Linked DNA regions of Rattus norvegicus: region 1 is linked to region 2. Evidence: chromatin contacts called from public Hi-C data. All regions are on one chromosome and are shown on one strand. The core of a region is the stretch at or near the end of the contact, and the rest is flanking DNA. Distances in the headings are between cores, read along the strand shown. Region 1 overlaps LOC102549102 (a long non-coding RNA gene). Region 2 has its middle 4.2 kb from the start of Pygl.

Region 1 (5,019 bases), core at 919-3,418, 130 kb after region 2:
CTCATCATTCCGAGCAGAAACTCTGCACCTTTAAGGAATCACCCTTTCCTCCATGAAGCCTCTGGCAACACAGTCTAAGTTCATTGAGCTTGCCTGCTCTAGACGTATGCAATCCGAGACCCCTGTGAAAAAACCCCCAGACTCCATTTAGATTACAATTAGCCAAATGTATTAAGACTGCCGGCAGGGCCGTGGCCTCTAAGCCAATCAGAGGCATGCCACGCAGAGATGGTTGAGGAAGGTTTTTAAAGGTGAGAACCACAAGAGCTGTTCTGCTCTGCCCAGTCTGGATGGTCAAGGTGACTTCAAAAATATCTTTGACTGTCTGCTGAGTTATAGAGGCAACAAACAAACAAAACCACAGTTGTTAGTCGCATCATAACCCAGCAGATAGTCGCTCGTGGCTGCACATTACCAAATGGAGGTGCATCCAGGAATCCAGGTTGTTGGGGAATTTATCTTCCAGGAGCTTGAGCCAAAGAGAAATGGCTATTGGGTACTAAAACGGATGCCTAGCATCACATGGAGTTTCTTCAGCCCTTACCCTGAACATTCTATCCCAGGGGGCTGGGCTGCTCTCTCCTATATAATCCAGCCATTTTGTTAACCCACTCTCTTTGAACCATTGGGCCTCCTGGCTGCTGTGCCTGGTTCCCCTTTCTCTCTCCTCCTTATCTCCCAGCATGGCCTGGCTCAGGGTCATGTCCACTCTGGACTCTCCCAGATGTCCCTGCCTCTGGCTCTGCTCTGCCATATCTCTACAATAAACTTTCTCCTCCACCATATCTAGGAGCAGTCATGTCCTTCCCTTTCCTTTTTATTTCCTTTTTTTTTTCATTCGTCTGGTTTGGCACCAAATAAATGAGGAAAAAAATAGAAATGAAGGGAATTGGGTGTCAGCTCAGCAATGAAAGGGGAAAGGCACTTCCTTCCCTCCACCCCCTTGATTTTTATTCAGATCCTCAAAGCTTGGAGGGCAGGAAAATACCCTACACAGAATCAGGCAGTCTCCTTTGGTGAGTGCACAGACTCAAATGCTGACTTTAGCCAGAAACACACGGGGAGCACAGGCAAGCATGGTGTTTAGCTGGGAAGTCCATGGTCAGCCCATGATGAACCCTCCCAGAGTTGCAGATGCAGCTCTGTTGGCAGAGTGCTTGTCCCCTGTGCACACAGCCCTTCTGCTTGTCCCCTGTGCACACGGCCCTTCTGCTTGTCCCCTGTGCACACGGCCCTTCATCCCTTCCAACTCTGCAGAAAACAGAGGGTGTGGCAGCACAGGACTGTATTCCCATCGATAGAGGGGTAGACACAGCAGGATCCGAAGTTCAAGGTTAGTTTCAGCTACACAGGAAGTTCAAGGTCTGCCTGGGATGTGTGAGACAGTGAGGAATGAAAGAAGAAAAAAGGGAGGGAGGGAGGGGGAGGGATGAAGAGGAGGGGAGGAAGGAATAGGGGAGGGAGAGAGGGAGGGAAGAAAGGATGGAATGGTAGAGAGACCCAAAGGGAAGGAATGAAACGGGGAAGGGAGGGAGGGATGAAGAAGAGGGAGAGGGAGGGAGGGAGGGGGAGGGAGGGAGGGATGAAGAAGAGGGAGAGGGAGGGAGGGAGGGGGAGGGAGGGAGGGGGAGGGAGGGAGGGAGGGAGGGAGAGGGAGGGAAATGTTCAGGTGGAAGCATGCATTTAAGGCACACCCCTGCACTGCCTGTATGATAGGCCTAAGTATTTCTAAGTAATCCCATGATTATAGCAGAATCGATTTTTGTCTTAGATCAACCACTCTGCAGTTAGTAAAGGGTGTTCAGTTGCCACAGGACCAGACATTTCGCCAATGGTTAAACACAGTAGCGTCTGCTTTGTCACACCCCATCCAAGCAAACAAGCGCCAAGCAAGCCTTCATTCTTGCACAATCTCCTGAAGGGCCTGGGTCAGAGGCCTCATCTGACCCGTGTCTCCAGAGTGTCAGCAAATAATCTCAGCACAAGCTGACAGAGGGAGTGGGAAAACGGTGAACTGTCTCCCTCCTCAGCACAGGTTAAACACAGACAGCATATGGCTGTGTTATAAACTCTTGAGACAGATCTGCTTCTGGAAGCTTTACGTAGTCCTGCTGCTGCCATGGCAACCACTAGAGCTCCAGGTTCTGCCTGGGCCCTTCCTCCAGCCCTTGGCCACTGAGCTGTGACTGCTGGGTCCTCTGGGAGGACCCAGCAAACAGATTGAAGGGCAGTGTAAGAGAGATACTGTGCCTTTTTGAGTTTCATAAGGAGGTTGCTGTTTCCAGTGAGAAGTGCCCCTGTGAGGGTGCTACTCAGTGGCTCTGGACTGGGGTGTTCCCCAGGGATAGGGACTATGAAAGCTGGAGGTCAGGGACCTACTCCCCTTCCAGCAACCGACAAATCCTGTGTGTGTGTGTGTGTGTGTGTGTGTGTGTGTGTGTGTGTGTGTAGAGGAGGAGGAAAGATTTGAATGGTGTGGGACAGTCTGGTTTGGAGAACACACTGTGTAACTCTGTCTTTGGAATAGAAGCCATAGCCAACACTAAGAAATACCACACAAAATTTAAATCATGTTGTTTTCATTTACACCAGTGGGGTATTTTATGTCAGTGGATTGAATATAAGCTAAGAAATCAATGAAAGGGGTTTTTTTTTTTTTTGGCTTTATTTTAATAAGATATTTTCAGATCATTGAGAAGTGTGATTCTGATAAATTTTGGCGCTGGAATTTACTAACGTTTTTATACAGAGAAATAATCTTATGAGAAATATGTCTACATCTTGTATTTAAAGTGGCCCATCTATATTTTACTTATTTGTGTAATTAAAATTCATAGATGTGTATTAAAGTCATGCACTGGATCTAGGCTGGTCAGATCTTCATATGCTAAGAAGAAATTCATTTTCTGAATAAGGGGTTAAGGGTTCGGAATTCGTGTGTTCGTCACAAGGCCTCAGGTTGCATTTTTGCATTGCTCATCACAGAGTCTTAATGGCTGACCATGAACTTCCTAGGAGCAAAGTCCTGTAAAGGCTGGTGCCGTCACTGTTTCAGGTGCTTTGTCACAGTCGAGAAATGAAGAGGGACAGTATTTATGCTTTCCTAGCTGAAAGATCTAGGGTAGAACAATAATTCACTTGCATAAACTAGATGAAAGATATAGGAAGCGGGGGAGGGGAGGCTGGAAGGATAACAGAACGCAGATATTTTAAATTTCCAGTGACGTTTCAACATGCCGGAGACTGGAAGGCAGGGCTCTTGGCTTTGCCTGGAAGTCAAGCTGCTTCTGCTGCCGACTGTGGAAATGAATGTATAACACTGAACGCCTCCCTGCTCACATCTCCTTCTGTTTTCTTCACACCGTGTTGTAGCTCTGCTTGTTTGTGTCCCTTCATCCCTCTGAGGCAGTTACCTCAGATGCCATAGCACCAGTGGCTTTTTGATCTGAGCTGCAGCCCAGAAGGACAGATTTCCTGACCTTAGACAAACACTCGGTGAGCAGCCCCAGAAACCTAGGGCCAAACCAAGAGCTCATCTCACCTGCTTCATCACTGGGCCTTGGCACTGAGACTCCATGCCCATCAAAGCCGTTGTCGTGGTTTACATCAGTTTCTGGGACCTCTAGGGACTTCAGGCTTGGCTTCTTCTGTCAATCAATCCAGTTCTCTGCTGCTGATCTTGTTCGGTGAGTCCTTATGGAAGACGTTTTGTTATAATGGCATATTTGATTAGAACGTCTCTGTTTTGAAACTGAAGTTCATTTTCACACTTTTCTTAAAACATTCATTTGCACAAAAAAAGAGATATGTCTTGATGCATATGCAGCAGGAAGAGTGCTTACTATTCTGAGATGTGACAGAGGAATGCTGAGGAACCGGGGAGAGAGAAGGGAGAGAAAGTTCTTTAGGGGAGAAGGAGAAGTCAGGCACATTCAGGATTACCGGTGGGTGATGTCAGAAAGAGTGACGTCCATGATGCAAATATGCATCAAATATGGTTCAAAAAAAACCCTGAAGCATTGAAATCTTCCTCCTACCATTTTTTCCTATTCAGTCAGACTAGTTCCCCAGCTTTCTCTGACCTACTAATGGTAGCACATCCTTGGATGTGCACAGAGATCACGAGTCAACCAGTTTATCTACTCACTCAACTGATTGTCCATTACATTAGGTTCAAAATAGACTAAGATTTTTGTCCCACAGAAGGCTATATTCCAGCTGAAAAAGACAGGTGATGTATCCAGGTGCAATGGGATTGAAAACAGTGTTTTATATCAGGTTTTAGAGCTAGGCTAGAGGAAAATAGAGAGCCCAAGAGAATCAGGACAGCAGGTCGGGTGTGAGCAGTGATACAAGTCAGGGTAGCTCTCATGTGGGAAAACATGAACCCCAATCACACTGAGGAAGATGGGTTTCACTTGGGGCTACTATGTAGAAGTGGCATTTTAAATGACCCCGGGGGGGCCAGCACACCTCACTGCTCAGAAATGCCTTCAAGATACTGTCTGCTGGCTCTCCTCAGAAAGGCAAGCCCGCTCCCTTTGTTGTATCTTGCCAACACTGGTAAGAGCCTCCAATACGATCTGAGACTAGTGTACACTTTTTTCCTCAAGCAGAAGCTGGGGCAGTGGCTGTAGCTACACTGTCCCAAGGGGACATCCTTTGCTTTTGGAGTCAATGGAGGATGAACTAAGCAAGCAGACTATTATGGGACAGGTAATTTTATTGCCTTGATAGGGGATAATTTCTTATAGCTATAGATAAAGATTTTGGATTCAGTTATGGGGACTGGCCAAGGTCACATCAGTCTTAAATACTGAATTTGGGGTGGGATGGATTCACTTGAGTCCTTGCCAGCCAAAGCAGATTCCAGGTTAAAGGGTATCTGCTGCCTTATTTCTGTATTTATATTCTTTAAGATTCTTAGGCTAGAGGTTTAAACAGGGAACATTGAGGAGTGTGACTTGGGGCAAGAGATTTGTCAGAATTATTAACAACACAGGAAGGCAACATGAGGAG
Region 2 (5,455 bases), core at 1,238-3,737:
GCAGGTTTTGTTTATTTATTTATTTATTTTGTTAAAGTTGACATCTTTGAGTTCTGTGGTAATGAATCTTCATTGTGAACTTGACTGGAGTTGGAATAAGGATAAGCAGGCATGGCTCTGGGCAGGCGAGGGTGTTTTCAAAGATGAGGAAAGGAAGACCTACTTTGAAGGTGGTCGGTACCATCCCGTGGGAAAGGGTTGCGGAATGAGTAACGGGAGAAAGCAACAGTGCTCGCCTCTCTCTGACTGTGGTGCAATGTGGCCAACCCCTCAGGCTGCCACCACCATAATCCCTCTGCTGTCATGGACTGTCCAAACTTTGGAGATTCCAAAGGCAAAGGCAACTTTCTAGTTTTGCCAGGGATGTCCTCCTGCAGGTGGGTCCTAGCTCTCCTGTTTCTTGAAGGGGACAGGATTCTTTCAGGGAGCAAGGATAACAACGGGCACATTATCTTCTTGATTTGGTTCTAGTCAGTGAGCCCGCCCTGTTCCCTGGGTTAAACATTCCTTCTACATGGAAAAAAGTAGACCTCATAACGTTCCAGCCATAGAACGTGAGGAGGGACGATGCTGCCAACATGTTAAAGAGGATATGACTGGACTGAGGAGATAACTTAGTGGGTAAAGTGCCCGACATGGAGCCCGAACACAGAAAAGCTGGGCAGTGCAGAGTGTTATAACCCCAGAGCTGAGGAGGCAAAGGTAGGCAATACCTGGTATATTTGATAATTCTAGGCTACTGTGAGACCCTGACTTTAAACGAAGAAAAGCAAACCATGGATTGTGACTGAAAAACAGCCTTCAAAGTAACTTCTGACCTACACACACACACACATACACACACACACATACACACACACACACACACACACACACACACGTAAAAGAGGACATGATCATAGCAGATGGCACCAAGTACTCTGCAGACAGCACCTTCTTCTAACTGCTCCTTTAGACACCGTCTACCGAGTCGTGACACTGGCTAATCTATTTTTATTGCTAGACTCTAGCGATCTTTCGGTTTCAATACCTAGCTAGTAATTAATGGCATTGCTCTCAGTTTGGGAAAATGGTGATTTCCTAGTTTACGTCCTGATCAAAACTTTGTTTTCTAAATTTTATGTTAAAGTAAATTTGTATCTAGAAAATCCATCTAGGTTGGCATGTGAGTGGGAAGGAAGAAAGAAAGAAAGGAAGAAAAAAAGAAACAAACAAACAAAAAGGAAAACAGAAAGGGGGATTGGAGTGTGGTGTTGACATGTGGTGCTTGAGAACCAAGGTAGACTCCAGTTCCCTTCCAAATCTACCGTCTGTTCCTTATGTCCTAGGCTAGGGAGAGTTAACTTACTGGACCAAGGAGGTTACTATTTTTAAAGAACTCACCTTTAAACCACCACGGCTTTCTAAAATACACCAGGTTTACCTTGCCCACAAGCTCGCAGCAGCAACAAAGACCTACCTGTATTCTGCTCTCTTCCCACTGCCTCTCCTACTGCCATCATGAAAAGGCTTCTGTGAATGGCTGAACAGCCTCTCCAGGCCTCCCTGGACAAGCACAAGCTGCTTACTGGCAGAACAGAACCATGGGAACCTGTGTTGGTTCAGGTCTTCAGAGAAGCAGACACTGGGGACAGGATTAGACCCACAAGGCTCTTCCTAGGGCAAATGGCCATGGGACACCTAGCCAGGAGGGAGCCAGGCTGGCCAATCGAGTGCAGTCAGATCCAAGTGTGACCCCATGAAGGAGAAAGGGAGGGAATAGGCCATAGACTTGTTCCAGATTACTGAGTCCCAGGAAGACCTGCCCGTAAGGCCACAGGGCAGTTGTGAGACAAGTCAGCTGTCAGAGGAGTGTTGGGAATGTGCTCAGTCATTGGCACTGTGTTTGTGCAAACACCACAGAGAGGGAAGAGTTCAGAGCCCCAGGGTGGTTCTGTCCTCAGAAGCAGGTGGCCAAGAGGCACATCCCAGAAAGACACAAGATAAAGATAACTTGATGTCTTCCGGGTCTCAAGGCAGGGTTATATACCCTGTTCAGAGCCACCAAACTAAAACTAAAGAATTGCCAGGGATTCTGGTTAGACCAAGTTTCTGTCTGTCTTAGGCAGTGTCTCAGACTACAGCTTACACTGGCCTGAGACACATAAGGACCTCCTGCCTCAGTGTCTCCTGAGGCATAGCACCCAGCTGTTCCGGTTAGGCTCCCAGTGTACCCTGCTCCATGGGATCCTTTCAGCAGTGTGGTGGGGCAATTTCTGCCTTTCCCTCCACTTTACCAATGAGGGAACTGAGGCTTACAGGTTCTCAGGTCAGGTTCTTGGATCTGCTCGAGACCACTCCCTAAGTTGATTGGAGAGATTTCACGTCTCCAAACCCTTTGGGATTTGAGTAAACGTGAGTTTAACTAACTGAGCCTCAGCTAACCATGTCCTCCGTTCACTTGGACGGCTCTGTGCTCTAGATTGGCCTTTTGACCTGCTTTTAATCAGTTCTGAAGCCCAGGGAAATGGCCCAAAGTGGCCCCACATACAGGTCACATGGCTTGTAGAGGAGGACAATGTAATAACAGAGCCATGTTTTATGCTCAGAGAGCAGAAGTAAATACACTCTAATCCATGCATTCAGTGCATGCATGCAACAGCCGGCACTCGCATCTACACCCTGCTGTTTTAAACATTTACAGTGACAACCGAGAGCCTGGGTTTGTTAGACTGCCAAATACCCCGTGGGCACACGGCACAAGGGCTGTCTGAATACTACTTCCCTGTAGTTGGCTGTGACCGTGACCGGTGTTGTTAAACTTGAGCGTATCTGCTTATCTTGGAGCAAACCCACTTCCTGGTGCTTTCATTTCCTGTCATATTTAATTTGCTCCTTAGTACCGTAGCTGGGCCTTTTTGATGTGGTCCAGGGGGAGTTTCTGAAAGGCCGGAGAGATGTATAACCTGTCCCTCAAATCATGGATGGTTTTAATATGCCAGTACAAAGTTTGGTGACCCCAGAGAATTAGGGTCCCAATGTCTGATGATGCAAAATCAGGATGCTCTGGCCTTTTAGTCCTCGAGTCAACTTGTTTTGGAAGAGAGATGGATGGCCAAGGCCAGGAAATGCTAAAGGCATCACCGAGATGAAAACGTGCCTTTTGTAATACTAAACGGTGTTCATTTTCTCCTCACTGTCTTTTCTGTGCCCCTTGAAGAGCTATGTTACCAAGTGTGTGTACACCTATACATGTGCGCATGCGTGTTTTCTGTGAGGAAGTCATGAGCTTCCCAGGTTGGAATTGCAAGTTAATCGGTGGGCCAACCATCTGGAGAAGATGGTGTGAGATTCACTGGGCTGTGGAGGGAGTATTAGGCCACTAGTTTTAGAGTGAAGAGCCTGGAGACTACGTAGAATCAACAGGTAGTCTGGGCATGTCAGAGAACCCAGGGACTGACGATCGAATCCTGGACAAGTCTGAGCAGCCGTAGAACCCCAGAGGCACACACACACACACACACACACACACAGAGGCACACACACACACACAGGCACACACACACAGGCACACACACACAGGCACACACACATGTATACACATACACACACATATATACACACGTAGACACATACATACACATATACACATATATATGCACACATGTATACACCCATGTATACACACTATACACACACATATATACACATACACACACTATATACATGCATAGACACATACACACACTATATACATGCATATACACATATATTCATACACATACACACATATACACATGTATAAACACACACATATATTGCTGCATGCCATGCACAGCTGTATTACATGCATAGTTTGACTTTACCCTCTGTTATCACTAGGAATACAACAAGATTTGGGCTTCAAAAAGACACAAAGCAAGCAAACAAATGAAATTCCAACCCCCAAACCTCACTTAACTATGTAAGGGAACAATGAGAAGATTAAGTCTGGAAAAACTGTGCAGGGAGACACTAGCAAATCCTGCCCAGGGAAGGGAGTGGCAAGTGTGGTAAACTCAGGGTTTCCACAGACCATTGTGGTGCAACATGTTCAAGAGCTGACCTTCCTGTCTCCTTGTCTCGGGGCCTTTGTGAAAGCACGCTGCCCCGGAACCCATACCTTTACTTGATCTTTGCACTCGATCAATTGCGCACAGGAGACTCCTAGGGCTAGCGTCGAGCGAGCGCAGTGAGAGAGCGTGTGCCTAGCATGCACAGGCCCAGAGGATCCACCCCTCACCGCAAAGACACAAACAAAACAACAACAGTTAAAAATAAGACGCTGAGGGACTCCTGAGACCCAGTATTGGTGTGTAGGACATTGTTCCTTTGAGGGAACAAATTAAAGACTTGAAAAGCCCAAATACATAAAAGTCAGATGTTTTAACCCCTCTGGTTTGCTTCTCATTAAATCCTTAACAGCAAGGGGCTTAGCTCTATGGAAGGGTAATTCTTGAGAGCTTAAAAGTTCTAGAATCTAAACTGAAAGTAGCTTCCTCGCTCCTGAGAGACACAGCCAGAATACAGCAAATACAGGGGCGAATGCCAGCAGCAAACCACTGAACTGAGAACGGGACCCCCGTTGAAGGAATCAGAGAAAGAACTCGAAGAGCTTGAAGGAGCTCGATACCCCTTATGAACAACAATGCCAAGCAACCAGAGCTTCCAGGGACTAAGCCACTACCTAAAGACTATACATGGACTGACCCTGGACTCTGACCTCATAGGTAGCAATGAATATCCTAGTAAGAGCACCAGTGGAAGGGTAAGCCCTGGGTCCTGCTAAGACTGAACCCCCAGTGAACGTGATTGTTGGGGGGAGGGCAGTAATGGGGGGAGGGTGGGGAGGGGAACACCCATAAAGAAGGGGAGGGGGAGGGATTAGGGGGATGTTTGCCTGGAAACCGGGAAAGGGAATAACACTCGAAATGTAAATAAGAAACACTCAAGTTAATAAAAAAAAAAAAAAGAAAAAAAAAAAGAAAGCAGCTTCCTCTTAATATTTTCAGGGATCACGGCCGAGAGTCTGAGGTGTCGTTCCCTGTATAAGTGCAGGCGATTTCACCTGTGACCATGTCTGCTCCATCTTGGGCCCCTTTGTATGCCTTATCTCTTATTCCCTTCATCTTAAATGACGCTGCCCAGTCATTAATCACAGTGTATTTCCAACTTAAGAGAAAAACAAGAGGCTGCCTTCCCCCTGAAGTTTCACCCGATATTGTTTTAGATTTTTGAGGAACAGGCTATGGAACCGTTTTGTGTGTATGAGCTGCAGTAGCAGCCCGAGACCAGCAGGTGGAGTACTTCGGCCTCTGAGCACACCGCATGAACACCGGGTTTCAGCCCGGATATGGCTGTAATTTTATTCACAGCTTTTTTTCCCCTTTGCTCGGGATAGTTACACCCACAAAAAAACCAAAAAAACAAAAAAACA

The links. Hi-C and Micro-C count contacts between places; a contact is called where the count stands out from the background.
Region 1: a Hi-C map of hepatocytes shows a contact between it and region 2, with 2.3 times the contacts expected there. The contact joins two enhancer-like sites. A contact is called at or near these places in 9 of 12 Hi-C or Micro-C datasets (the A7r5 cell line, the Rat2 cell line, Schwann cells and 4 more).

Annotation. Positions count from the first base shown.
Region 1 is chr6:94,610,328-94,615,346 of GRCr8, forward strand. All of the region lies in intron 2 of LOC102549102 (a long non-coding RNA gene), which reads left to right. Among named protein-coding and RNA genes, the nearest start is that of Trim9, 20 kb to the left of the region's middle. Within about 2 kb of position 2,169, at least 32 of the 93 cell types and tissues checked have an H3K27ac peak or open chromatin away from gene starts, as enhancers often do. A contact at or near this core is called in hepatocytes, where this site is marked.
Region 2 is chr6:94,477,709-94,483,163 of GRCr8, forward strand. No RefSeq gene overlaps it. Among named protein-coding and RNA genes, the nearest start is that of Pygl, 4.2 kb to the left of the region's middle. Within about 2 kb of position 2,488, at least 4 of the 93 cell types and tissues checked have an H3K27ac peak or open chromatin away from gene starts, as enhancers often do. A contact at or near this core is called in hepatocytes, where this site is marked.